4 separate regions of the Mus musculus genome follow, and all the other regions are linked to region 1. A link is a contact called in public Hi-C and HiChIP or PLAC-seq data. All regions are on one chromosome and are shown on one strand. Each heading gives the region's core, a stretch centred on a gene start, on an enhancer-like site or on the middle of the called end of the contact. The rest is flanking DNA. Distances are from core to core; before and after follow the strand shown.

Region 1 (6,472 bases), core at 1,193-3,692:
TCATAATGGCAAAGGACATAGGGATAAGTGTGCACGGCTGAGTAAATTAGGCCTCCTGCTCCCATGCCTGCTTGTTTAGATCCTTCTTTTCCCACACCGGGACAGAAGTCAGGTCTTTGGACATGACAGGCAAGCAAACCCTGTTCTACTTTCACTGCCATTAAAAGAGGAGGGGGAGGGGTGTGAAGGACAGGGTTAGGAGGCCAGCTGTTCCCCACCCCCACCCTTCACCTCAGAGAGTCCCTAGCCCTTCTCATCCCATTTTCTCATGAGCAGATGGCAACAGGGCTAGGAGTCCTCATGGAGGCTTAGGGAAGCCAGGATCCAAACACGGGACAAACAACCAGCAAAGCTCTAGTTGTTTGGTGTCCCACACAACCAAATTACTTGTGATTCTGATTTTAAAGCCACACAAATTAAAAAGGCATATAGATAGAGCCAATTTAGCCATCTGTCCAGTGGCCTCAGATCCCACCCAGAAGATATCCTAAGATAAGCCCAAATTTGCATCTGTTCTTGTGACTTCCAGAGAACAGCTACTAAGTCCAGATGTATGTCCATCTACTATGTAGCTCTCCCGGCCCATCCCCTGCAGACTTGATGCTGCTCACCTAGAGAAACCATCCTGCCTCAGGAAGTGTGGGAATGAGGAGACATGACTCACTGAGCCAATTAAAGTGGGAAATCCCCATTACTGATCAGGATCTGCCTGCTTGTTTCAATTAGGAGCAGCAGTGTCCCCCCTTTCCTTCCTAAGCAGAGGGTCCCGGGGCTGTGAGGAGATGGGTCTGGACTCCTTCGAGGGAAAATGTAAGAGTGCACAACTGGAGTCAGAAGTCTCACACTGGCTGGCCAGAGCTGGTGGAGGTCAGAGCTGCACAGAAATGTTTGAAGAATGCCCGTCAGGAGAAGATAAATGCTTCCTGCTTGCTGGGTGTGCTCTCCCTTTAACTCTTCTCAGTCCCATCTCTGTGAGACCCTGCAGCCCCTTGCAGCTGTGACCTCTCTAAACTGCCAGCCTCAGATGACTGACACTTCATCAATTTTGCCTGAACTGCATTTACAAGCCAGTCTCGGGAGGATTGGCCAAGTGCACCAAGCATGGGGGCATTTCCCTACCGGAGCCAGATTGCTGCAGAATGAGGGGGCTCTTCCCACCTTCTCCCAGTGGCCCGGGCAAACAGCCTAGGGGCCTCCCCGCCAAAGGGAATGAACGGACCTCTGATTATTCCTTGTAAATTTTTCATGAGGACATCTGCCCATGCTCCTCTCCCTCTGAGTACCTCTCTCTCTCAGTCTCTCTCTCCTCACCACCTCCCTCTCTGTGTTCTCTCTTCTCTCCTTCTCACTCTCTCCTCCCCCTCCTCTCTCTCCTCTATCACTCTCCCCACCCCCACTCAGGTTTCATCTCACCTCTAACCCTTTCTCCTCTCCTTCCTTCCTCTCCCTCCTGTTTTTCTCTCTCTCTCCTCCCCTCCTCCCTCCCCTCCCCTCCTCTCCTCCCTCCTCTCTTTTTTATGTCTCCCCGTTCCTACCTCCCCTTCCTTTTCTCTCGCCTCCCCCTTCTCCTCCCTCTTTTCCCTCCCTCCCTCCCCCTCTCCCTGTGTTCAGACTCCTGACAACTCATGAAAAACGAGAGTCATTGGGCCTCAGCCGCCATTAGTCAAGACATGCCTGATGTGTGAACGTGGACCTCAGGCTGAGAGGGGCCAGGCTGCAGGGACTGGTCCTAGAGACAAAAGACCAAGCCGGATGGATATTATAGATAGGTAGGCAACAAAGCCTTCTGGACCGGTAGGGTTGGTTCTGCAGACAAGGGGCTCTGTGCTTGTACATCAGTGTGGCCCAGGCTTTCCCCGATGAACACTCTTGTCTCCCTGGCTCCTTGATGTGGCTCCCTGATCGAGGGCAGAGTCCAAATCCAAACAGAGAGATTGGAGATACACACACACACACACACACACACACACACACACATATGGTGTCGAATGCGCCTTAAATATCAAAATATATTAACTCTCATGTAAGGAGTACAGGGGTGGGGAATAAGCCTCAAAATCCTTTTTTCTGTACAGTTCAAACTAAGGACCTACAGCTCTTTCTCATTACTGCGCCCAATCATGCCGATGTCCTTTTTGTGCCCCCTTTGAAGTGACATGTGCTTCAATTTATTTTTAATCTTCTAAGTGACGTCGGGACTGCAGCCTGTGCACACGTGAAGTCTCTGCCCTTCTTGGCTGTTGTCTAAAGCAGTTTGGGCCACAACAAATCAGGCACTCAGTCCAGAGAGAGCCCAGGAACGATCTGAGGCCGGGGAGATGCGCAAAAGTGCTGCGCAGAGGAGGCAAAGTCATTAATAAACCCTTCACCATACACACCTTCCCTACCTTTGTGTAGGTCCTGGCCCTGGTCCTTGGGGACCCGCCATGGAGACACTCTGTGGAGCAACAGTGCCACCCAGTGGACAGTACTGGCAAATGACTGTCCCTTCTCTCTGCAGTCTCCCTGGGCCCTAATATCACATCTTTAAGCAGTTTTCTACATGAAAGGAGGCCTGCAACTGATTCAAAGCCACCTTGCCTTGGAAACCTGAGCATGCCCATAAAAGGCAGTGTGCACAGAACATTGAGGAATGTTTTTCGTTATGTTGGGGGTCTACCCCCAGCAGCTACTCTGGGGGGGGGGAGGGTAAGGGGGGATGTCAAAGGAAAATAAAATTAAATATACTTTTAAATCATACTTAATTTACTAATCAGTTCAAATAAATATGTGTATATACAAATGTGTGTGTGCGTGTGTGTGTGTGTGTGTGTGTGTGTGTGTGTGTGTGATGTTTGTCCAGTTACAGTCTCAGTGTTTAGTTGAAACATAAATTACATTAGCCCAAGCTCTTGTAACCCTCAGTATTGAGGGAAAATGGCTGAAATATCATCATATTTGGAGTTAGGCAGTGAGGTCAAAGTCTTGCCTGTACATAGATCTCACTCACCTGATAACCTGGACGGTTTCCATTTCCCATCTGCAGTCTTCAGTCACCCAGAAGGAGGCTGACGTGACAGCCAACGGTGACTTGCCCTATGCCTGGCTAGGTTCTGACTCTGCCTATGATCTTGAAACCTTCCCTCCCCTCTCTCCTTGGGTATTCCCTTTTGTCTTCAAGCAGAATCCAGCCCTTCACCCCCTCCTGGAGCCTTTTCTCCTCACGCCTCATGAATGTTGGTGAGGTGAGCACATTACATGGGCTTAAAAACTCCTAGTGAATCCACTGGTTTCCAAACTCACATGCATCCCGGATTGGGAGGCAGAAAGCGTCCTACAGATAGGGAATCCAGCCAAGGCCTGCCTCTTTCTGAGTCATCTGCAGTACAGAGTGGACTTCTCATACATAAACAAAAAGGATGGTTAATGCTTATTTTAACCAGTCTGTTACTTGAAGCCTTTAAATACTGCCCTACGGCATCTTGTAGAAAACATCGTTTGGTGCAGACTTTAAATAACTTAATATAAAATCATCGTGAGGGGAGGAGCTGAAAATCATCAACTCTGTGAAAGAATGTGAAATATGACCTAAAGTACATTAGATCCAGATCATTAAAGTCATCAAGTCATCGTCTTTCTCGTCCCCACCCACTGCAATGACTGACTTTGCTTACTGCCGTCACACGCCCTGCAAGGCTCTCAGTTGAGGAACTGACTCCATCAGATGGTCTATAAGGCAAGTCTGTGGGGGCATTTTATTGATTGATGTAGAAGGGCCCAGATCACTATGAATGACACGGACCCTGGGAAGGTGGTCCTGTGGTACAGAGAAAAGGAAGCTAGGCAGAGGGAGAGTGGGCCAGCAAACAGTGCTTCCCCTGCCTCTCAGTTCCTGCCTTGAGTTTCCAGCTTGGCTTCCTCAATCGTGGACTTTGGTCCACGACCTTTGGTCATGGAGCTTGTCACAGCCACAGAATAGCAAACTCGAACAAATGGAAAGGAGCAGCCTGCCCATGTCTTGTCCTCTAGGTTTTTGGGGCTTTATATTCTGAGATTGAGAGCATCACACTGGCTGTGATGTGCCACCTTGTGCCATTTTGATGCTGAAGAAGTTCTGAGAGAAACTGTGGACTTCTGAAGGGATCAGGCCCTTGTCCTGGCTAGTTTTAGGTCAGCTTGACACAAACTAGAATCATCTAAAAAAGAGAAACTCAATTGAGAAAGCACTTCCATAAAATTCAGCTGTAGGACATTTTCTTAGTTGCTGATTGATGGGAGAGGACCCAGCCCATTGTGGGTGGGGCAGCACGTGGCATGCTGGTCCTGGGCTCTATAAGAACGGAGTCTGAGCCATCCATAAGGAGCAAGTCAGTAAGCAGTGTCCCTGCTGTAGCCTCTGCATTAGCTCCTGCCTGCAGGTTCTTGCCTATTTGAGTTCCTGTCCTAGACTTCCTGTAGACGTGGACTATGGATACGGAATCATAAGCCAAATAAACCGGTTTCTTCCTAGCTTGCTTTGTTTCATCATAGTAACAGCAACTCAAACTACAACATAAGTTGGTACTAGATGTGGCATATTGCTGCGACATACCTAATTCTGTTGTTTTGTGGGAGGATCATGGATGGAGTTTGGAACTCTAGGTTAAAAAGTTTGGTGAACTCTTCTGTGGGAGCTTGGGAGATAAGAATTGAAAACAGTGTGAAGAGGTCAGCTCAGGGCCTTTGGAAAATCCCACCAGACCCCTCCCCTCCTGGAAGAGAAAGGTCATGGAGCACTTAGGCACCCCTCCTCTCTGGAAAAGAGGCTTAATTACATTTATCATACCATGTGGGGACTTGGGGGGAACCGACCACCAGCCACCTGAGTGTGGGGGAGGCTCAGAGCACTTAGACACATTCCGTGACCATTGGCCACCTACAGACAAGGGAAGTCCTTGCCACCTCATTTCCTAAAGATCAATCAGTTTAAAAGTCACTGTTCTGCCAATCACATTGTGTCTAATGGCTGCTGCTCTGAAAACTATACAAAAATTTGTCAAACATGCTGCACAGGGTTGTTCAATCTCGTTTGTGTGTAGGGCAACTCCAGCATGCTGGAACAATAAAATTCCTCTTGCTTTTGCATCGATCCCTGACTCCACATTGTTCACTCAGGGCGTCTCTGGTAAGTTAAGGCTCACCAGAGTCTTACAGTGCCTTAGTTTCTGAAGTTCCAGAGGGAAGTTCTGTGAGTCACTGAAAAACTCTATCGGGGCCATTTGGTATTTTGAGTTGAGAATCTGTGGTTTTTGGTTAGCTGGGGCTGAAGAGTCAGCTCTGATTAACAATCAGTCAGAGGCACTCATGTAAAACCTTTGCTTTGCTCAGACGATTGATGCCGGTCAACTGGAGTTTAGAAATGAACAAGAGACCCGCATCACTGATCTGGACACTTCTGGGAAGTGTCTCCATAGAGTCAGCACACAAAAGCTGTGTTCCAGAAGCAGCCAAGGTTGTACCTCACACAGGCAAGTGAACTTAGTAGTGTAAGAGTCACCTACGGGGTACTGGTTTCAAGGCATGGAATGGGCATGGAGAGCAGATGAGGATTAGCACTGTAAGTGGCCAGGATAGGCCATTGGTGAAGCTGCAGCCTCAATAGCAGTGGAAACCCCAGGACTGAATGGGTCATGGAAAGAAGTTGAGGCTTGTCACCATAAAGAGAGTCTAGGAAAGGCTCCTGATGAAAGTACAGCCCAGTTGCAACAGCGGCCCTAGCTTTTGGAAGATGCCAGTACCATGGGATGGTCACCAAGAACAGCAGCAGTGATAGAATGTAGGCTGCCAGAGCCTGAAAGACAAGCTATGTGTGCTACAGATGCCTGAGCTTGCAGAGTGACCCAAGTCCTTTGGGAGAGCCTCAAAAATTGTAAGCCAACCCTGGATATTGAACAGTGAGCTATTTACACTGTTCAGTTTTGCTTCAGTTTGATCTTATTGACTGTGCCCTGGTTCCTGCCCCTTAAAATAAGAAAGTATTTCAGTTACTTTTTATTTTATAGGAGCCAACAGTTGAAAGATACTGGATTTTAAAGGATTTGCTATTTTAAAAGACACGGAGATTTTAGTTATTTGAATTTATAAAGGCTGTGAGACTTTTAAGTTTATAAAATGTTTTATATTGTGATGCCTTTACTAATGTGCGATCTTGGGAATGAACAAGGGAGGAAATGTTGTATTAACGGGGATGGTTGAAGTCCACAAGGGGTCATTTGTGCTGGGTAGCCTTATGTTAAGGTAACACAAGTTAAAGCCATGGGAGAGGACTGAGCCTCAGTAGAGAAAACGCCTTCAAAAGGTGGGGCTGTTGCCTCTTGCTGACTGGAGGACTCAGAAGAGCAGGACTGCACCTTGCCTGGGCAACACAATAGAACTGGCCCTGCTACCATAGACACAGAGATGGAGCCTGAGGGTGTGAGAGCACGAGAGTCAGTTCTGCCACTTGCCAGTTGCT
Region 2 (6,472 bases), core at 1,491-3,990, 720 kb before region 1:
GCTGGTTGACCAGCAGGTCCCAGGAAGCCCTCCTCTCTTTTCCTCCCTACCTCCTCAGCTCTAGGTGAACATTGTCTAGCCCAGCTTTTTCTGTGGATGCTGAGATCTGAACCTAGATTATCAGGCTTTTGCACTAAGCACTTTACAGATTGAGCCTTCTTCCCATCCTTCCTTCCTTCCTTCTTCCTTTTAACTAAATATTTGTTGACATTTAAATTTTAGTTTCTACAGCGTATTGGATATTCATATCTAGAAAGCGCAATTAAACATTACTGAAAAGAATCTCAAGCCAGATGATGATATTTATATGATTTAATTTAAACTCAGATCATTTGTTTTGAAACCAAAGTGATGGGGATCAGGGACAAATTTTGAGAGTGTGCTGCTTGGGGGAATTTAACACAGCACTTGGAAATACATCATGTCATGTCTGGTTCCATAGCCAAGGAAGGCACAGCTAAGAAAGTGTCCAGCATCCGTGTCTCTTTAGGGAAGAAACAGCAACAGTTCTATGCAGCTGCGGTGATGCCATTTAGCAAGAGGTTTTTTTAAGTTATCTGGGTCTCGATTGGAGCAGAGAGCATCACTTCCTATAGGTTTAGTATCGTCTTGGGAGAATATGTTTTTCCACGGGATTTGGGGCTACCTCGCAGGAGAACTAAAACCTTAATATGATGTCAGTGCTTCACATGCCAGATACTTGAATCACATTTAGCACAGCCTTGTGAGGTCCCTGTCTGGCTAAGTGGTTTAAATTCAAAGGTGTAGCCCAGAAATGTTCTTCCCATTTTTTTGCAATCACAACATCTTACATGCTTGCAGTAAGTTTGACAGAGGTGAGCAGGAGACACAGAGATCCATCAAGGACTTTCCTTGTATCTGCAAGTCTTCTTTAAACAACCCAAAACTAACAACCAAATAAAACCAAGCCTTGTGTGTATGTCTGTGTGTGTGTGTGTGTGTGTGTGTGTGTGTGTGTGTGTACATTTGCATGTGGTAGTGCATGTTAGTATGTACACATGCTTTCTCATGTCTGGGGGGCTCACCTCACTGATTTACCTAAGCCAGAAGGCCAGCAAACCATAGGGGACTTCCTGTCTCCATCTCCTCAGCCCCAGGGTTACAGACATGTATGGCCATGCCCAACTTTAACTTAGATACTGCAATTTGAACTTAGATCCTTATATTTGCATGGCAAGAACCTTACCCAGTGATCCATCTCCCCAGGGCTTATTTCCCCACTTTTATAGACCAAGTCTGTGATTGAATTTTGACACGTTGAAACTGCATAGAAAATAAAGGAAACAAACAAATAGCAGCAGCAGCAGCAGCAGCAACAACAACAACAACAAAAACCCAAACAGTGAAACCTCTTGGCACTGAGCAACGTTCAATGAGAAAGATACAGGGAATGCTTAGGTTGGACTTATGTACATTTGTGTCAGGAAGACTCCCCAAACTTTATACAGCCATGGGACTCATGAGTGCTTCTGTGAGATCTTTTCTGAGTCTCCACATTATTTTCTGTTCAATAGGATCTTGCTCTGCAGCCTGTGGCTGCCCTGGAACTGCTATGTAGCTCAGGATGGTCTTGAACTTATGATCTGCCCCCCCACCCCCACCCCCGATGATGTGGGGCTATAGACAGCTCTGCCCCATCTTGGCTTGAGCTTGAGGGCTTCTTTAAGACTCTTTTGTCAAAGACATTTGGGAAATAGAGGTTGAGATCAGGAGTCAGAGCCTCCTGTATTTGAGAAAACTAAGATTTCTTTCCCAAAGCTGGCTTCCTGCTGACTGATGCCAGAAATGTTCATTGTACAGAATCATTTGTCACATTACCTTAGTTCTTCTATGAGTGTGTGTGTGCTCACGCATGTGCACGCGCATTCGAGCACTCATGCTTGCATGCATGTACATGTGTGCACAGCTATGTGTGGGGTGTGCATGTATATGAGTACACATGCCTGTGGAAGGCAGAGGTCAATTTTGGGTGTCATGGGTCTTAAACTTAAAATATATTTATTACCCAACAACCTTTCAAAACTGTTGCAGCTACCAGACACTTGATCGATAGTTCGATAGTTCTGTGGACTTTCTTACCTTCACCCCTTGCTATTCTTGGGGCACAACACTTTTCACTTCCTTGGTGTAGGATTCTTATCTGTAGGATTTTTATGGTTTTAATTGCTCACCCTGACTCTGGGTCCTCTGTTTTCTCCAAGATCTCTAGACTTGGTTGTTAGTCTCCACCTAGGTTTCCCACAACTTGCTCTTAAACTCCTAACTCTGGCCCTGCTTTGATTCTTAGCCTAGTTTCCAAAGTCTTCTCACTACGTCCTCATCTCAGGGGGCAGGGTATTCATTGTTTCAGTGGCTGTGGCCACATATCTTCTTACCTACAGATTCCCAAAGCAACTTGTTTTAGGACCTGGTGGACCTGATAGCTCAGGCAAGGTTGGAAACCACAGCAAAATGACAGCCACTTCTGACTTTCTCTAGCTGTGCCACTTTCCTAACAGGTCTCCTGGAAATTTACATCTTTATCTGGAATTGTCCCTTTGAGTCTAATGTGTCCCAAATGTCTTAGAGGCTACAGTGTAGTAGCACAGGGAAGCATCTCCAACGTCACTCCAGTTCCCTTCCTCGCACTTGTGAACAGCGCTGGCAATATGGTCTGAGTATTTCCATCATCTTTGCCCTCCTCTCCTAGGCTGTGATGAGGAAGAAAAAAGGAGATGGTGCTGTCCAGCTCATGGTTGCCTTGGCAACCAGCTGGTGGGGAGCTGGCTCTCTCTTCATTAACCTGCAGTCCATTTGCTGCTGATTTCCCTCCAAGTCCCTCCTGCTATTTCTGCCACTTAAAGAAACCCTCCCCCCCACAAAAAACCCTCCCCTATTTGTAAAGAAGAATAAAAATGACATTTTGTCAGGGCTTCAGTGTTTAAAATCCTAACAGATAATGTGTGGTTTCGATAGTGCTGCCAGCTCACAGGCTCCTCTCAGCAGTGTGCTTCCCTGGTCGCCATGGATTCCAAGGTTTCATAATTACACATTTTCTCCTTCTTTTATTCTTTCATCTCCTCCTTTCCCTCTTCATATTTCACACCAAAGATGTGCAGCTGCCTGGGTTGGGTGTGATCTCAGCCCTGATCTGGGGGGTGAGGAGGGAGTCGCAAGGGACCATGGGTGTCCAGATGTGTGACTGTGTAGACTCCCTCCGATGCACCCAACAAATGAGGACAAAACAGAATACATAAAAAGATGCTGGATAAATGGCGAGGCAGGACTTAGGTATACAAAATGGTTGTAATAAAACCCAGACATCGTTCCGGAAACCTGATATCCTTACAGTTGACAACAGGATATTCAGCATTTCAAAACCATTTCCACTTCAAAAGGCAGATTTCTGGGCCTTATTCTAATTACATTTCACCACTGCATACTGGGCATAGAGACAGACAATGACATTTATTTGATTGTATCTGTACACTGCCATGTACAACACATGAATCTGAAGCCCGGAGTTCCCGAGGACCTGCTGGAGATGCTGAGGTTGTCCAGAACCCAGACAAAGATGGGTGTGGCCTTATCTGTTGTTGAAAAGGGGTGAACATTTTAAAGGGCAGAAGGAAAGAGCTAATAATGTCTGCTGGCAGAGAGCTGAAGAGTTCTCACGGAGCTCAGTGTATCTGGTTGTTGGGCAGGGTCAGCGTTTCTCAGAGCCTGTGTCGGCTGTGTGTGGCCACAGCACTAAGAAGTCTCTTGTTAGGTCCTACTTGAAGCAGGTGTCTTTCTTTCAAATCTCAGCATTTAAGAGGCAGGAGCCCGCTATACCCTTTACTTTCCCTTCCACTGCTGGTCTGTAAAAAATAGCAAGTCTCTAAGCAGTGCTGTGGTCATAGTTGTTGTTGTCTGTTTGTTTTGTTTTTACAAAGGGAATCTTCTTTTTCTCCTCAAACTAGCCAGGCTCTACTGCTGTGTAATTTTTGTATAGTAGCAATATCTCTGTGACCCTGTCCCTGGCAGCCATTGGGAAGTTAGCACTGGACTACAGAAGTCAGGCAAAGCCCAGGACACTTCCAAATTTTACTTTTTTGTGTATGTTATTGAATTCATTCAAGTACATCTCAGTTCACTAGATTGTGTATAAAAATTAACTTCATGCATTTTCTTTCCTTCTGAGGCAGGAATTTCCACTTGCAAACTGGACAAGAACAGTCAGGAATCCTACTTTTCTGCTCTTCTAGAATTCCTTAAATATTCAGGGAAGGGCTGAAAGGATGACCCCAAACTAGGAGTGATGGTCTAAGTGCAATGAATGACAGAGGTAGCAGAAGTTGTCCATGTGGCATTGTGGGCATAAGGAATATCTGTACTTGAATCAAGCCTTGGATGTAGGCACCTAAAAGAGCCATAGATTCCTAGCCACACACTTGCCTATTAGAAAAGAAGGAGCCCCTCACTGAAGAGGAATGGGAGGGCAGATGGTGCAACAGGATAGGAAGAAAGAAGGGAAGAAGGAAAAAAGGATCGAGGAACCAGTATGAGAGTGAGGTTAGCTAGGAGACTGGAGGAGACAAAGAGATAACACATGCCTATTGAGATTCTACTATGTGTGTCAATCAAATGTGATCATCTCAGAAAAATACAACCAGTGATACATCCAGGTGGGGAATTGATTGCATGGCATTGAAGTCGAAGAAATTTCTACATGGCACACATTCCTGGAAGAAGTGCTCATTCTGTTGCTCTGGGTAGAGGATAGTGGTTGCAGCCCAGGTACATGGCAAGGCCATGCCCTGGTGATGACCAAAGAGTGGCCAATTTAGTAAACCTTTCCAGTGAGCACAAGGTGGAGGAGGCTAGATAGCCAGGTAAGTATATCCTCAGGGTCTCAGAGCAGCAGGATCCTGAGAGATCATAATACCACTGTCACCTCTAAGTGAAGCACCTGTGGAAGATAGTTCACAATCGTGAGGGGTCTGCCTCTGTGACTTCTGTCTATGCCAAAGCTCTTCCCACCACTCTCCACCTTCCTACCAATACGAAGTACATGCAACAGACAACTGATTTGCAGGAGGGCATGTGTGGGTATGGAGTACACTCTCCTGAGGAATGATGTGACTAGGCATTGTCATTGGGAGTGAGCTTCGGTGCTTGAGGCCTGAGATAACCATCTGAATGAATATCTCACCTGTGGTTAAGGCAACAATAAAAAGAACTCTTTTGTAGAAGCACTGGCTACAAAGGCCCTCGGAGAAAACTAGGCCAATAATCCTTGTTAATACTTTGATATCCCTGGGCTCTGTATGATCTCCCGAGACCAGAACCAGAGGAATATGTGAAATCCTAACTCATTTCATTCTCATTTAGAAAGATGTAAAAAATAAATGATAACAGAGTTTAGTTTTCTATATAGTTAAGTCAGTGTTGATGTCCACCAGGGACACTGAAGACCACCAGGGGATCTGTGAGTGATTGAGGAGAGTTTGAACCTAGGGTATTTTGGTGAAATGATTTCGGAAATTCTTGGTTTTGTCAATGGTGTCCTCAATAAATGGAGACTTACTCTATCTTCTTTGGGGTCTACAATGTTGGAATGGAATAACCACACTGTATTATCAGTTACTAATTCTGGAATGTACTACAATATATCAAATATCAATTGAATTTGATGGCTAACTATTGTTTTGTTTGTTCAGTCAGTTTCACGAGCTAAGCTAGGAAAATGTAAAGGGAAAGAAAGTGTCTTGTTGATCTCAAGACACTTATGACCAAATGGAAGTTAGGTTTACCTCTATTTCTGTCCTGTTTGTATCTTGCCTTTTGCCTATTGGTTTCTAGAGCCTAGCATGTGTAGGTGGGGGTGGGGAACAATGTACCTTAAAGCTATAGCTATGGGGACAACTCTTGTCTCTTCATCCTTGATGAGCAAAATTACATAAAGGAAAAGCCAGCTGACTTCAGGTAGTTAGACTTTCTGAGTCTACTAGGAGTCAACTAGGAAGAAATGGTCAACCCCATGAGGCATTCAGGCAGAATCAATAGAGCACCTATTAGATGACCTTGGGCTACCAGTTATGTGTGGAACATTTTTCTCCAATAAACTTCAAATAAAATTAGAGGTTGGTTCAGGTGAAATGTGAATTACGGAGGTTGCATAGATCTGGGAGTATACTACATAACCAAAGGAGAGATGAGGACAAACTTTCCAGGATTTCAGATGTCTCAGTAAGCTAATAACAATTTTCAAGATTAGTAAGCACTTAGAAGACTGGAGTATGGGGTGCTAGTGACAAATTTTAAAGAGCAAGGAAGGGGGAAATCTCAATTATTTACTTCAGCAACAAAGGAAATTATGACAGTTTGTCAAAAATGATATTAATTTGTGACTGTGAGATATAAATTAGAAATAATTTCTTCAGAAAGGATAAAATACATTTATTCAACTAACAGTTTTGGATCACCCATG
Region 3 (6,472 bases), core at 1,378-3,877, 650 kb before region 1:
TTACTTTTTAAAATATCAGAGATAAGAGTGGTCTTAGGTTATTCATCTCACTAACTTTCCATCAAGGATCAGCTTCCGGTTTTGTGTTTTCATTGTCCATATATACTACAATTATCCCCAATATATTTTTATCATTGTTGAGGATAGAACATAAAACAAGCTCCTCACCCCCATATTTCTACCTATTTTCAAATATTACTTTTTGGGGGAACTAGGTAGACAGCCTGCTAGCATAAGTCCCTGAATTCTCGCCCCAGGATCCATGTAGTAACCTGGGCTCAGCAGTGCATACCTGCAGCCTCAGAGTTCCTGGAGTGGTGTGAATGAGAAATGTTCCCCACAGACACGTGTGTTTGAAAATTTTGAGAGTTTTAACAGCATCATTTCACCGTGCATGCACACACAGTCACACGAGCAAGCACGCTCGTGAATGCATGCAAGCACACACACACATGCACACTGTTTTCTCTTTGCAGATGAAAAACACAATGTAATTAGGCAGGTTGTTGCTCCCATGGCCACGCTTTCCCTGACTGCTGCGGTGTCCTCCTCACCACGATGGATTCTATCCCCCAGAACTGTAAGCTGAGATAAACCCTTTCCTCCTCAAGCGACTTTTAGTCACACTATTTTAATCTCAACAACAAAAATATTGGAAATACAGCTGGTGAAGCAGAAACAGGAGGAGACCTGAAATCAGTAAGCTTCAAGTTTACTGTGAGTCCCTGTCTCAAAACCTAAGGTGGAGAAATATTTTAAAAGACACTAAATGTTTATTTCTGGATGGCATGCATGCACAGGCTTACACATACATGCACACATACATGCACACACTAACCTACACACACACACACACACACATACACACAGTCCCTGCACTCCACTCAGTTACTTCATTTATTACAAATAGCTTTTGTTTCTCTGTTTTTTTCTTTTGCTTTTGTTGTTTTTGTTTTGTGTATGTTTTTTGGTTTTTGGTTTTTTTTGACAAGGTTTTCCGTATAGCCCTGGCTTTCCTGGAACTTACTTTGTAGAACACATTGGTCTTATCCTAAACTTAGAGATCTGCCTGCCTTTTAATCTGTATCCTGAGTGGTAATATTAAAAGCACGCACCACCACTGTCTGGCTTCACATTATTTTTAAAAATAATATACAATAAACCTTGAATTTAATAAGCTGATTTTATGCTGTGAAAATGCAACAGTTCCCCTGAAAAACATACCCATGACCATGTAAAAATAATTGGCATATTTCCCCTGTGCACACAGCAGAACTGGGAGGTAAAATTGTGAACCAATGTCTCTACCTTCAGGTGAGCCAATTAAAGGTGCTATGTCATATTAACATAATAGAAAATATAGCCCATGGACTGATGGGGAAACCATGATTCTACTGTAGAAATTGTAATCTAAGCCTCATCCTTCAGATTCCCACTATTGACACTTGGAGCTGGTTATGGTCTGTAAAACTTAATTTTCCTATACGATGGACTGTACTTTAAGTGACAGCTGAGCTCAGGAGATATTTCTGGGTGTCAAAGGAGCTCAAGGAAGAAGGGTTAAGATGGGGTGCTACTGGTTAAAGAGGCCACAGGCCCTTATGAAGACTGGATTCATTCTGAATAGAAAGCCACCGTTCAAGGTTATTTAACTGCAGACCATGGATACAATGAAACATTCTTATTTCTGAGTCCAGTGACACTGATGAAGAAAATAGGAAGCTAATAATGTGTTGAATACCCTTCAGGACTATCATCCACTGTGTCCAATACCTGTGTATTCTCACAAGGCTTGTCCCTATGGATGGTGTCTGTAGAACACTGATCACACTCTCCCCGCTGAAAACACATCCACACATTGCTGCCCGATCATCATTGGCTTTGTAATTCTCTCCTGACATGGCTGCTGCCTTGTAATTTATCTGTGGGGCAAAAGGTAGAATTGTTGGTTTCTTTTTAATTTCTCTTTTCAATCCTACATATGGTTCTGTTTAAATGTGTCCATGTTTGCAACTCAAGGTTGACGTTTTTGGCACTCAGAATAGCATCTCGCAATTATGCTTAGTTTAGAGAGAAGGGTTTGCTTCACCAGCTCAAGTCAAATTTATTGGCTGCTGAGAGCCCTGCAGAATGTAGACGTCTGGTCTGGGGGAGCTCAATGGATTTCTGTTCTTGGTACATGCACCCACTTATGTGCTCATGTCCCACCCCCCAAACTCCCAGCCACTACATGAAAGTATCTGAGTGTTGTACAAGGCTAAAGCTTTTTGTGTTAATCTATCCCATATGGAGTAAGTATTAAACAGACAGCAAATTCAGTCAGAGCCTGGGGCAAGTGTGTATTTGTAATGTGGGACACTGTCAAGGGACTTTTGTAGCAAAAAATAAGGAGAGGGGGATGGATCAAGAGAAAAGAACATATGGAAAGTAGAAGAGAACTTTTCAGGCTACATGCAGCCTGAGAATAATTACGTGTGTAATGATTGTGAGCCTCTTGGTCCTCGTAGATATCTATGGACTCTGGAGGAAGCTGCTGGAGGAGGGGTGGTCCTCTGGCATCTGTGTGTCTACAAAAATCAGAGTTACTCCGTGTTGGGGTCTCACTCTAGAAATTAGACTGAACTAGAACGAGGATTTGGTGTGAATCAAGGGTGCTGAAACAGATCCTGGGCACATGGAGATTAATGAAACACAGAGGCTCTGCAAAGGAAACAGAAAGCACATGGTGAACCCTTTGTAATTTAAGCAAAAAGATTTGATCTTTTAGGTGTGGACTTCTGAGCAAATGAGAGGGACTCAGAGAGTCCTCAGTTGATCAAATATCTCGACAGGAAACGACCAATGCTCAAGCTATTTCACCATCTGTTACCGGTGGTGGAATTCTGAGACCAACACTCTATAGTGCAGCTACATGAAGCAAGCTGGGCACGGGGTGGAGGATGAGAGAGTGGAGGACAGGAGGAGGGTGGATGTGTGGGGATGAATCTGGAGAAAGGAGAGCTCATTATTCCAGAAGGAAGAAACTAGAAGATAAGGTTAAAACACCAGCTCTACTCATTGATGTCCGTTTTCCAAGAACGTGATGCTGATATTGCATTAGGTGCAACGTGGATTGTTCTCAACTGTGGACAAATTTCTCTGCTGCTCTCATCCCTTACCTGTCTTTATATATTTCTTATAGGTTCTTCCTGGTAGTGGAATCCTATTACATATTTATGTAGGGCTCTTGAATGGATGGAGCCCATGCAAAAGCTAGGAGGCTGTTTGTGAGGCAGGAGGCAAGCCCTGGCAGCTTTGAAAGGAGAGGGGATTGGGACTGAGTCATGCCTGATATCTTCGTCTCTGATATCATCACTTTACAAGAGATGTTTGTCATGAGTGCATCATGCAGAAACACAGACCATTCAGCTTGTGTGTTTCTTTCTGAAATGTCAGAACTTTCTGAATAACAATAAATCTCATAAGGTTTAGAGGTTTCAATAGCAACAATTTGTCATAAAGTACACTTACCTCAGTCAACTGCCTAAAGCAAATACAGTTTCCTATTTAATCTTCAATGCTAATATTAACCATTCTAATGCACAGCACACACTTAGTATATCCACATATCCATATGCATATGTACAGGTTACAGAATAAATACATGTCAAAGATGTTGGAACTGGGCTCAAGAGGGTTTGAAGCAGGCTAAAAGAGTCTATGTTGATATGATAAACCATGGCAGAAGGATATGGCTTCTAGAGCTGATGCTGGAGTTGTGGGGTCAGGTTTGAGAGTGAAAGTGCAGAATCTGGCTGAGAGGTAAAAGGTTAAATGGGGTCCTGATGGGTCAAGTCCAGGTCTAGATGGATGAAAGGACAGACAGCGAGGCAGTTGAGTAGGTTCTTTGTATACAGCAGGGGATGGAACTGAGTCTAGTCAATCCTTAGTCCCCCAATGCATATACCAAGTCTCAGACAATGCTTGGTGTTGTAAGGCACAACCATCACAATGATAGGTGCCTATCACTTAATGGGGTATAGGTGAGGACATTATATGTTTTCCTCAGTCTGATGTGTCCATAAGGTCCTAGGCCTGGCTTCCCTGATAAGATTTTAATAATCAATGCATCTCCATAGTTTCAATTCAACCCACTAACAGAAAGACTGACTCCATTTTTATTCCTAGGAGTATCATTAATCCGTCTTGTGGTGTCTGAAATATGGTACAGTTTCAGTGTCTGTCCAGGGCCTACAGTGCTGTCTCTCTCAAAATGGAGTTTGTATCTGCTTGTGAAATGAAATCTACTAGGGTAGAGTGTAGCCTGAAACATCATAGATACATTCAACATGGAGTAACTTGGAGAAGGCCATAGCTTGTTCTCAACAGTGTCTGAGCTCAAGAAACCTCTCCAAGCCAATGACCTGGGTGGCCTCCACCCTGTAACCTGGGGTGTGTGGAGGGGCCAACAGTCAGATGGCCTGCCCGCTACAGCAGTCAAACCTGTGTCTTTCTAGTTACACTGGTCTGTTCAACAAGTGCCAAGCACCCACTAGGTGCCAGGCACAAATGTCAAGTACTTACTTAGTGCCAACCACTGAGGGTGCAGATGCCTTCAGAGTCAGGCTATGGCTTACTTGCTCTGCAAGCATGAGGACCTGAGTTCAAATCCCTAATACTCATAGAAAAAAGCCAGAAATACAGCACTGGACAATGAACACTGTCAGACTCCAAGAGCTCATAGCTGGCCAGCTGAACAAAATTGTGAAGTTTAGACTCACTGAGAGGGCCTGTCTCAGGGCACTAAGGTAGTAGCAAGGGAAGTTACCCAATGTCTTGCACTCACCTCTACGAGAATATGTAGCAAACATATACATCCCCCCCTCTCACCCCCTCACAGGCACAAAAAAAAACTAAGCAAATTTATACATAAATAAATGAGTGAATGACAAAGCCAGTCATGGGGGTGCATGCTTATAATCTTAGAGCTGGAGAAGTAGAGACAGGCAGAGCTAGAGCTCCCTCACTAGCCTGCCTAGTCTTAGTGAGCTTCAGGCTAGACAGAGGCCCTGACTCAGTAAACAGTTGAAGTGCTTGAGGACTAACACTCAAGTTTGGCCTCTAGCTTCTACGTGCACAGATAGATGTGCACTCAAATGTGTGTGTGTGTGCGCATGCGTACACACACACACACACACACACACACCATGATATAAGAGAGAGAACTGAAGGAAAGGGACATACTACTTATGATAAAATAAAAGAATAAAACTTCACCTGGGTCTCCAGGCCGGGCTTCCTGCAGAAATGACAACAGACCCACAATCAGAACAGAATAAGCCTGAGGTGGATTGCAAGATCCTGGAGCCATGAGTCTAGTTGTAGCACTGGAGGCCAGTGAGTGGAAGAAGTACTGAGAGGGAGGGCTGGGGCGAAGTCTGGGCTGCTGAGGGGTTCATCCCCGCAGGAGTTGTGCTCTTGATCCTAAATGGAAAGGAGAGGCCACTGAAGGTTTTAAGCCGGAGGTTGACATAATTGGATTTGAACTTGAAAGGATCAATTCGCCATCCACTTTCCCAGATAAGACTAACCAGAAACAGTTTTTGGATCAATTGCAAGTTACCTAGACCTAGAACACGCCATTTCCAGCCTTCTTCCTGCACTTTTGCGGATCAATAGCTGGACCATTTTGTGCAGATGTAGTTGAGAGCCAGAGAGATGCTGGGCAAATGGGCTCTCTTACATTTTCTGTAGCAAAGTTTCTTTAGTTTTTCTGAAGAGTTGATTCAGTTGGGAAAAGCCAGGAGCAGCAGCAGTCAGGGTCCTTGTTTGGAGAAGTCCAATCAAATAATGTAATGGGAAGATTGATCACAGAGATTTGTCAGCCCAAGACGAGGGAAAGAAAATCGGATACAGTAGCACAACTCTGATGTGGACCCTACAATGAGCCACATTGAAAACTTAATTGCTTATGTTTGTTCCCCTTCGCACCACGTGTGTGCATGTGTGCATGTATATGCGCAAATGTGTGTGTGTGCATGTATGTGTGTGTGTATGTGTGTACATATGTGTGTGTGTGTGTGTGTGTGTGTGTGTGTGTTTAGGTAGAGGGCAGAGGTCAACCTCATTCCTCATCAGTCCTCAGGAGCTATCTGCCTCATCTTTTGAGATAGGGTCTTTTGTGAGATTGAAGATCACTCTTTTTAAAGCTAGGCTAGCTGGCCCAGCTTTTGTACATACTTGCTGGAGGTTAGACTCAGCACTTTACCAGCTTGTTTTGCCCCTCCCCCACCCTGTCCTGCTTTCAAACAATGTCAGCTGGCCATATTCTGTGCTGAGCTCTGGAGATTTGTTAATACAAAATAAGAAATGTAGGCTGACCTTCAGGCCATTGAGATCGTTCTTGTAGAAGATAGGATGCCGTCTTTGTGGGATGCTGGCTGTTTTAAACAAAGTCCTCGGATTTCCACAGCTGTGTCACTGTTTAATGCCA
Region 4 (6,472 bases), core at 1,954-4,453, 620 kb before region 1:
TAGGCTGAAGGACTTAATGACCCAAAAGAGAGAGTAGTGTCAGGCATTTCCTACCCACCCACCCCACCCCCACAGAATAAGATGTCAGCATGGGAATGAAAAATTCCCAGAAAACTAGCACTTGTTTACTTATTGCTTGTTTGTGTTGAGGTGCCCTGGATGTCAATGCAGAGAACATACAAGCCAGTGCTCTACCACTGAGCTGCAGACAGAGCCCAGTTTCATAAGCAGCTTAACTTTTCCATGCCTCCACTGTGCGCACGAGCCTTTTTTTTTTTAAAACCAATGATTTATTTATTATATGTAAGTACACTGTAGCTCTCTTCAGACACACCAGAAGAGGGTATCTGATCTCATTTCAGATGGTTGTGAGGCACTGTGTGGTTGCTGGGATTTGAACTCAGGTGTGGTTGCTGGGATTTGAACTCAGGACCTCCGGAAGAACAGTCAGTGCTCTTAACCTCTGAGCCATCTCTCCAGCCCAATGAGGAGCCTTTAAAACATATCATCTCCTTGTCTTTCCTTGTGACATCCTCTGCCCTTTAATCAGGCCTCTAAAATTCACAGCTGCTTCAACTTGCATTTTCCCTGTCTGTTGTCAGTTCTTATTTATTCCGAGACAGGTCTATCCCTCACAACAGCTTCATTCAGAGGGAATCGCCATCTTCTTACTGGGTATGAACCGGAGCCCTGACTGAGAAAGCTGGCAGGTGTGTGTCAACCTCAAGCAGTGGGGTCCAGAGAGAGCACTTTGCACTGAAGACCATCTCAGCTTTCTGGCTTCTGCTTCAACTGATGGAAAATCTCTGCTTCTTTTTATGGAAACGCCTTGTTGTCATTTCTCTATTTTGCAGCTTTGGACCATTTTCCTAACAGATGAGATTTCTGGAGATTCGCTTCTCATTCTTTGAGGTACACTATGAACATGACACTTGATAAAAGGTTTAAAATGTTTAGATTTAACTCAGATCTTCAAATCTATAAGGAGGCTCACTAGCATGCATTAAGCCCTTTTAAGGGTCCCTGAAGGGGCTGCAGGAAAGGGTAAGACGGTCCATAGCCCTGTCCTGGACAAGGTCATGCTTTCCCTAACACGCAGTCTCATCCAGTCTGCTGAGTTTTCTCCATGCAACTCTCTGGCTAGTGGGTGATGTAAGCTATATGAAGAGAGATGGCTTCTCGTATTCATTGATGCAAAGGGCAAAAGTTATTTCATGCAAGGGCAGCCTGAGTAGTATCATTTGTGGTGTGGGTGTGAGTTCTCAAGTATGCACAGAGGTGCACTTGTATGTATATGGTGACCAGAAGACAATTTCGAGAGTTGTTCCTCAGGTGGAGTCCATCTTGCTTTTCCAAACAGGGTTTCTCATTGACCAGGAGTTGCTCAACTACAGTCGGTTAGGCTTGCTGGACAGGGGGCCTCAGAGATCAGCCTGTTTCTGCCGAACAACACTTCTGAGATTATAGACACATTTCACTGTGCCTTGCTTGTATGTTCTGGCATATGGAATGCAGGTCTCCATGATTGCAAGGCAAGCATTTTCCTGACTGAGCCATCTCTCCCCAGCCCCGTACATTCTAATCCAAGCATCAAATGCGTCTCTTCTCTTCATTCACAGAGCGCATGAAGGGGTAAGTCACAAGCAGCACTGTCTGCCCCTAGAGTTGGATGCCTTTTGTCTGTATAAAGTTTGTCAAAATTACTTTTGGAGCACATTGTCCTATCTATGGGTCAGAGGCCAGCTGCCACTCTTAGCTTGTGTATGCTGCGCATGTGTATTTTGGATACACAGCGTGGCACAGAAGTGGCACGCGCAAGCAGCCACCCAGGCTAGGCAACTAATGCCCACTAGTGAGGTGAATCAGGCCTTGTGCACAGGTAGAGCCTCCTTATTGGCTGCTGACAGTTGTCACCATCACAGACAGGCCTGACTTTAATACTTATTCTAGACTCCCATGAGAGGCCAGAGAGCACTAAATTAAGCATGGAGTCTTCTAGTTGTCCCTAGTACTGTCTATGACAGCAATTCTGAGAGAGCCGCCGTTATTTATGATGCCAGCTTACTCTCACCACTAGGATATACCACCCTCTGAGAAATCTGTCTAATCCTCCAGGCAAGAAGTAGAACTGTTGCTTCAAAGAAGAAAAAAAAATTAGGGAGTGAAATAGTGTAATTCCTGCAAACGTGAGTCTCTGAGAGATGAGATGAGGCCTGATTTTCCTCAGGCCTCACCATGCATGCCCTGTTGTCTGACATCATGCCTGATATATATATATTCCCCACTGGTTCTTCCAAGGTGTCTTCTACTGTATATGCTTCTTTTCTGTTTGAGGATGGGACTCCTTATCTAACTGGAGAGACAAAATACTGGAACCCCAAAGGAAGCCAAACCAAAACGTGTTGTGTGCTTTGGGGAGGGTGAAGCATTTGTAGTGAGCTGAGCTAATCGTGACTGCTTTCTTCCTAAATGCCAGTCCTGAACACAAGGGATTCACTAGAAGCCAGCATACAAAGAGGAAAGCAGTGTCTGATGCCTGACCGCAGCTCAGTAGAAGAAACACATTCTTGTTGTGGTTCTAATTTTATGAAATTCTTTCTATCGGGATGAGTTACATCAGGCAGTACAGCTAAGCTGGCTTGGGAATCTGCTTGCCCAAGTGCTTATAGACTTAAACCTGCAGACTTCCTCAGCTGGTATTCCGTATATACAAATACAATAGTGGTGGGATTCTAAAGCCCAATTAAGTGGAAAAGGTCCCTCTGGAGGTAACAATAGGCCAGAGCCCAGCAGCAACAACAACAAAAAGCTACTTAGTTGGCCTCCTTTGTTAAAAAAGAATCCTTAAAGAAAGCCCCCCTCGGAATCTCCTGAATGGGGACTGAACCAACCTCCTATCCTAGGCGTCACACACAGGGTTAATTGAATACTCGGAGTGGGGGTGGGTCCTTCTTTTGTGGCAGTAGCTGGTCACAAAACAAAACCCAGTCCCTGGGTCTTGAAGGGGTTTCTAGCTCACACCCCTTTTGGAAATTAAGCCTTAGAGTTCCGCCTTCCAGGCCAGCCTAGAGCCCTGCCGAGAGACCTCAATCTTTCCAACATACAGAAATTACTGGAAAAGGGGGAATGTAGCATTTCAAGTTGCCAGCTGAATGCAGACTCCCCAGCAGTCAGCTTTGCCCCCTCTTTGTCCCTGGTACACTGGGTGTGCAGCTGGCTCCTGTGGCAGAGTGGGTGGAGGATGGGGGCCTGTCAGTTCTGTAGCCTCGGTCACCCCACCCCCCACTCCCTCCCCATCCCCCCCACAGTAAGCTGTGCGGGGGTAATTAAACCTCCGTGGCCTGGAAAGTTTAGAGGACACCAAAGCCTGCCATTTCCCGAGCCTCCTCTCCAGCCTGGCTTTAGTTACATTGTGTCTTTCCAGGTAAACAAGCTTGGGAAAGGTCACAGGTGAGAACTGAATGAGCGCCTGGCTTGTGTGAAAAGTTTGGTTAATTAAATAATCACAAAAGCAACTGATTGTAGAAAAAAAAAATTAAAGCAATTAATTGTAACCAAAAATCGAGGACTAGCTTTCTTTTCACTGGCCAGTTTTCTGGCTATCTTATTAAACAGGATATTTTGAGGGGATACTAAATGTTGGAGGAAGTGTTAAAATTATTTACTTTTTTTTTTTTTTTTTTAACAGCACACAGGCAGGGATTGTGGAAAGCAGGAAATCTTGTAACAGCTGTGATAATGGGTGCCATATTTTCTCAGGAAAAGTGTTCCATTATTTTGGAACTGTCTCTCTCTCTCTCTCTTTCTCCTTTCATGCCAATATACAATATATTGTGATTATATTCACCTCCCTTAACCACCCACTTCCTTTTCTGTCTGAGCCCCTCCTTAACTTGTCTCCCATTGGCAACACCTTTGAAGACATAGCTCCTTGGGAAGGAATAGGGCTTTGGGGACACCCCTCTGTCCATGATGGGTCTTGAGAGGGCTCCATCTTGTGTTCATGGCCACCATCCTGGCTTTCTTCTCAGTTGTTGTAATAAAGACCATAACTGAAAGCATCTTGGGAAGGAGAGGGTTGATTACGACGCTTATGTCACAGTCACAGTCCATCATTGAGGGAAGTCAAGGTAGAAAGCACAGAGAAAAGCTGTTTACTGACTTGCTGCCTAAGCTTGAAAATCAGCTACCTTTCTTATAGCTCCCAGGACCGCCTAACTAGGAGCAGTAGCAGGGCCCAGAGTGGGCTAGAATTTCCCATATCAATCAATCAAGAAGGTGCCACACAGATTTGGCTATAGGGCAATCTGATGTCAGTGATCCCTCCTCCCAGATGACTCGAGTTGGATTGAGAACACTAACCATCACAGTCTCTGTTGTCCTGTGTCCAACCTGGATGGCAGTCTCCCTTTCCCAGCCTCCCTTTCTTCCCTCATTTCTCCCCTCCTTCTTTTATGGTTTCTGGGTCTAAAGAAGAGGGGCGATATAGGGGTCCTATATAGGATGAAGGCTCAGCAATCATTCTTTTTCTCAGCCCTTAGACCAGACAGATATGCACCTTTGTTTTTAAAAGCCCACACTCTGCAGAAAGAAGTTTCTCTGGCCTAGAATGAGAGTGCCATTAGTCTGTGGGTTATAAATATCAATATTTAGAAGAAAGTTTGACAATATGGCCACCTAGGGAAATATGACTGATATGCCCCATACTTGGGACCATTATGTCCCTTGCCACAGGCTTTGACCAGATCCAGGCCTCCTTCTATAGAAGAGGTTTGTATTTAGCTTCTTGAGTGCTCAATGAGTCCTCCGTGATAGGAACAGACACAGGTTGTGGAGAGAGAGAGTTGTGTTATGCATGCTCAGGCTGGCATCTAAGTTCTTTCTTAAACACACTTTCTCCACTTCTACAAGTGAGTGGGAGTCCAGTATCACATGTTTGGAAATGAGAGTCAGTTCTGAGGGAGCTCCCACACCTGCTGTCTTCTTTAGGGATAACATACTTCCAGGAGCCATGTTCACAAGGTGGTTTATATGCAGACTGTCAAAATGTTCCTCTTTCTCAGGACTCTGGTTGGAAGTCTGGAGTGGATAGGACAGTGTCACCATGTAAAGTCTCTGGATTCCAGGGTGGTTCACTATAGGTCTGGGGGGAACAAGGCAGAAGTCATATAAAATGTCCTAAGGTGCCTGAAGTTGCCACACAAGGCACTTTGGAAGGGAACAGGAGTTCAGGGACTATGGTTTGGCTTCCCACGTGGTTGCTGGTGCGTTGTAAGGGTGGGACTTTTCGTGTTAATTGACCTAATGTAGAAACTCTCAGATGTGTCTAGATATTTGACTCCTAGGTGACTGTAGATCCTGTCACATTGATAGTCACAACATATGGCTTCTGTTGGATAATAACCACCATAATGTTCACAAGGGCAGCACAGAGCTGGGAGATCCAATCCCAGCACAGTTGCACTGGGAGACACAGCCCCATGCTTCTGAGCACTTGGGTTTCCCTGATGACTAGGTGACTCATCCCTGTGAAACTACCCTTCCTTGATGGCAATTTGTGTTGAGTCCTGTGTTGATCACTCCATGTTGGGGAGATAGGAAGACATGGGGAAGGATGATGGTGATCTTTGGGGTGCATGTGGCATATTCAGCAGATGGTGTAGACTGGTTTGTAAGTAGTAAGAACTGTTTGGGTGTCTATGGCCATACCGTACATGCAGTAAGAGAAGTACCTGCAGGTGGTAGGCTGTGAATGGAGCCAAGTCCTCCTTCCCCTTTCCTCCTCTTCTTTCTCCTTTACCTCCTCTCCCTCTTCCCTCCTCCTGTTCTTCCTTCCTCCTCTTCTTCCTCCTTCCTTTTAAGGAACATGTATAATGTGGAGTAAACAGGAAGAAAAACCTTCCTCAGGTATTAGGGTACAGGATCCTGTAGGAGGAGGGTGGGCCACCTATTCTTTAAAGTTGGGAAAGCCCCACCAGGTGGCTGTGACACACTTTGCTGTCCATTTGATACCTTCTCTTTTACTGTTCAAGGGTGTCTATTTTTGTATGGTTCTATCCTGATGACCCCACCCAAGAGTGACACATTTTTAAACTGATTCTTCCTTTCGTCTCTGCATTTTATCCTTTTCTTTTTGGTCCCTGAATGGCTTCATTTGCTGTGGTGGCTGCTGTAGTAGGAGGCCACTCACACCAGGGACCCTGAAAAGGCTCCTCCTGTGTGGAAGCTGATGCTGAGACTTTTAACTTTGACCCTTGCTAAATGCCTTTGGTGCCAAGAGGAGTCAGAGCTGTTTTGTGGGATCAGTGGACACCCAGACTTGAAAAGACCCCAGAGTCCACACTGCTGTTTTGGGGAAATAACTTTTTGCCTCTTTGACATGTGAGAGAGCTGATTCTGCCATCATCTCCATCTCCTCTCTGCCCACATCTCAGGATGGGCCACCACCATGACCTGTTATGACACCTTTCAC

What was found. A called contact is a pair of places that touch in the nucleus more often than the background predicts. HiChIP or PLAC-seq counts read pairs in DNA pulled down with a chosen protein or histone mark.
Region 2: a Hi-C map of cortical neurons shows a contact between it and region 1, with 2.4 times the contacts expected there. The contact joins two enhancer-like sites. A contact is called at or near these places in 2 of 484 Hi-C or Micro-C datasets (cortical neurons and embryonic stem cells) and 3 of 115 datasets of contacts at active chromatin or transcription factors (astrocytes, embryonic basal ganglia and embryonic forebrain).
Region 3: a Hi-C map of cranial neural crest shows a contact between it and region 1, with 5 times the contacts expected there. The contact joins two enhancer-like sites. A contact is called at or near these places in 3 of 484 Hi-C or Micro-C datasets (cranial neural crest, embryonic fibroblasts and myocytes) and 2 of 115 datasets of contacts at active chromatin or transcription factors (differentiating embryonic stem cells and embryonic basal ganglia).
Region 4: a contact with region 1 is called in an H3K4me3 HiChIP or PLAC-seq map of embryonic forebrain, with 5 times the contacts expected there. The contact joins two enhancer-like sites. A contact is called at or near these places in 2 of 39 promoter capture datasets (cranial neural crest and hippocampal neurons), 6 of 484 Hi-C or Micro-C datasets (cerebral cortex, embryonic fibroblasts, embryonic stem cells and 2 more) and 7 of 115 datasets of contacts at active chromatin or transcription factors (SST interneurons, differentiating embryonic stem cells, embryonic basal ganglia and 4 more).

The regions. Positions count from the first base shown.
Region 1 is chr12:26,529,126-26,535,597 of GRCm38.p6, reverse strand. No RefSeq gene overlaps it. Among named protein-coding and RNA genes, the nearest start is that of Cmpk2, 63 kb to the right of the region's middle. Within about 2 kb of position 2,442, at least 45 of the 459 cell types and tissues checked have an H3K27ac peak or open chromatin away from gene starts, as enhancers often do. A contact at or near this core is called in cortical neurons, embryonic forebrain and ganglionic eminence, where this site is marked.
Region 2 is chr12:27,244,964-27,251,435 of GRCm38.p6, reverse strand. No RefSeq gene overlaps it. Among named protein-coding and RNA genes, the nearest start is that of Gm40872, 40 kb to the right of the region's middle. Within about 2 kb of position 2,740, at least 40 of the 459 cell types and tissues checked have an H3K27ac peak or open chromatin away from gene starts, as enhancers often do. A contact at or near this core is called in cortical neurons and embryonic forebrain, where this site is marked.
Region 3 is chr12:27,183,431-27,189,902 of GRCm38.p6, reverse strand. All of the region lies in intron 1 of Gm40872 (a long non-coding RNA gene), which reads left to right. Among named protein-coding and RNA genes, the nearest start is that of Gm40872, 21 kb to the left of the region's middle. Within about 2 kb of position 2,627, at least 18 of the 459 cell types and tissues checked have an H3K27ac peak or open chromatin away from gene starts, as enhancers often do.
Region 4 is chr12:27,147,757-27,154,228 of GRCm38.p6, reverse strand. The region is part of intron 1 of Gm9866 (predicted gene 9866); the gene reads left to right. Among named protein-coding and RNA genes, the nearest start is that of Gm9866, 9.5 kb to the left of the region's middle. Within about 2 kb of position 3,203, at least 58 of the 459 cell types and tissues checked have an H3K27ac peak or open chromatin away from gene starts, as enhancers often do. A contact at or near this core is called in embryonic forebrain and ganglionic eminence, where this site is marked.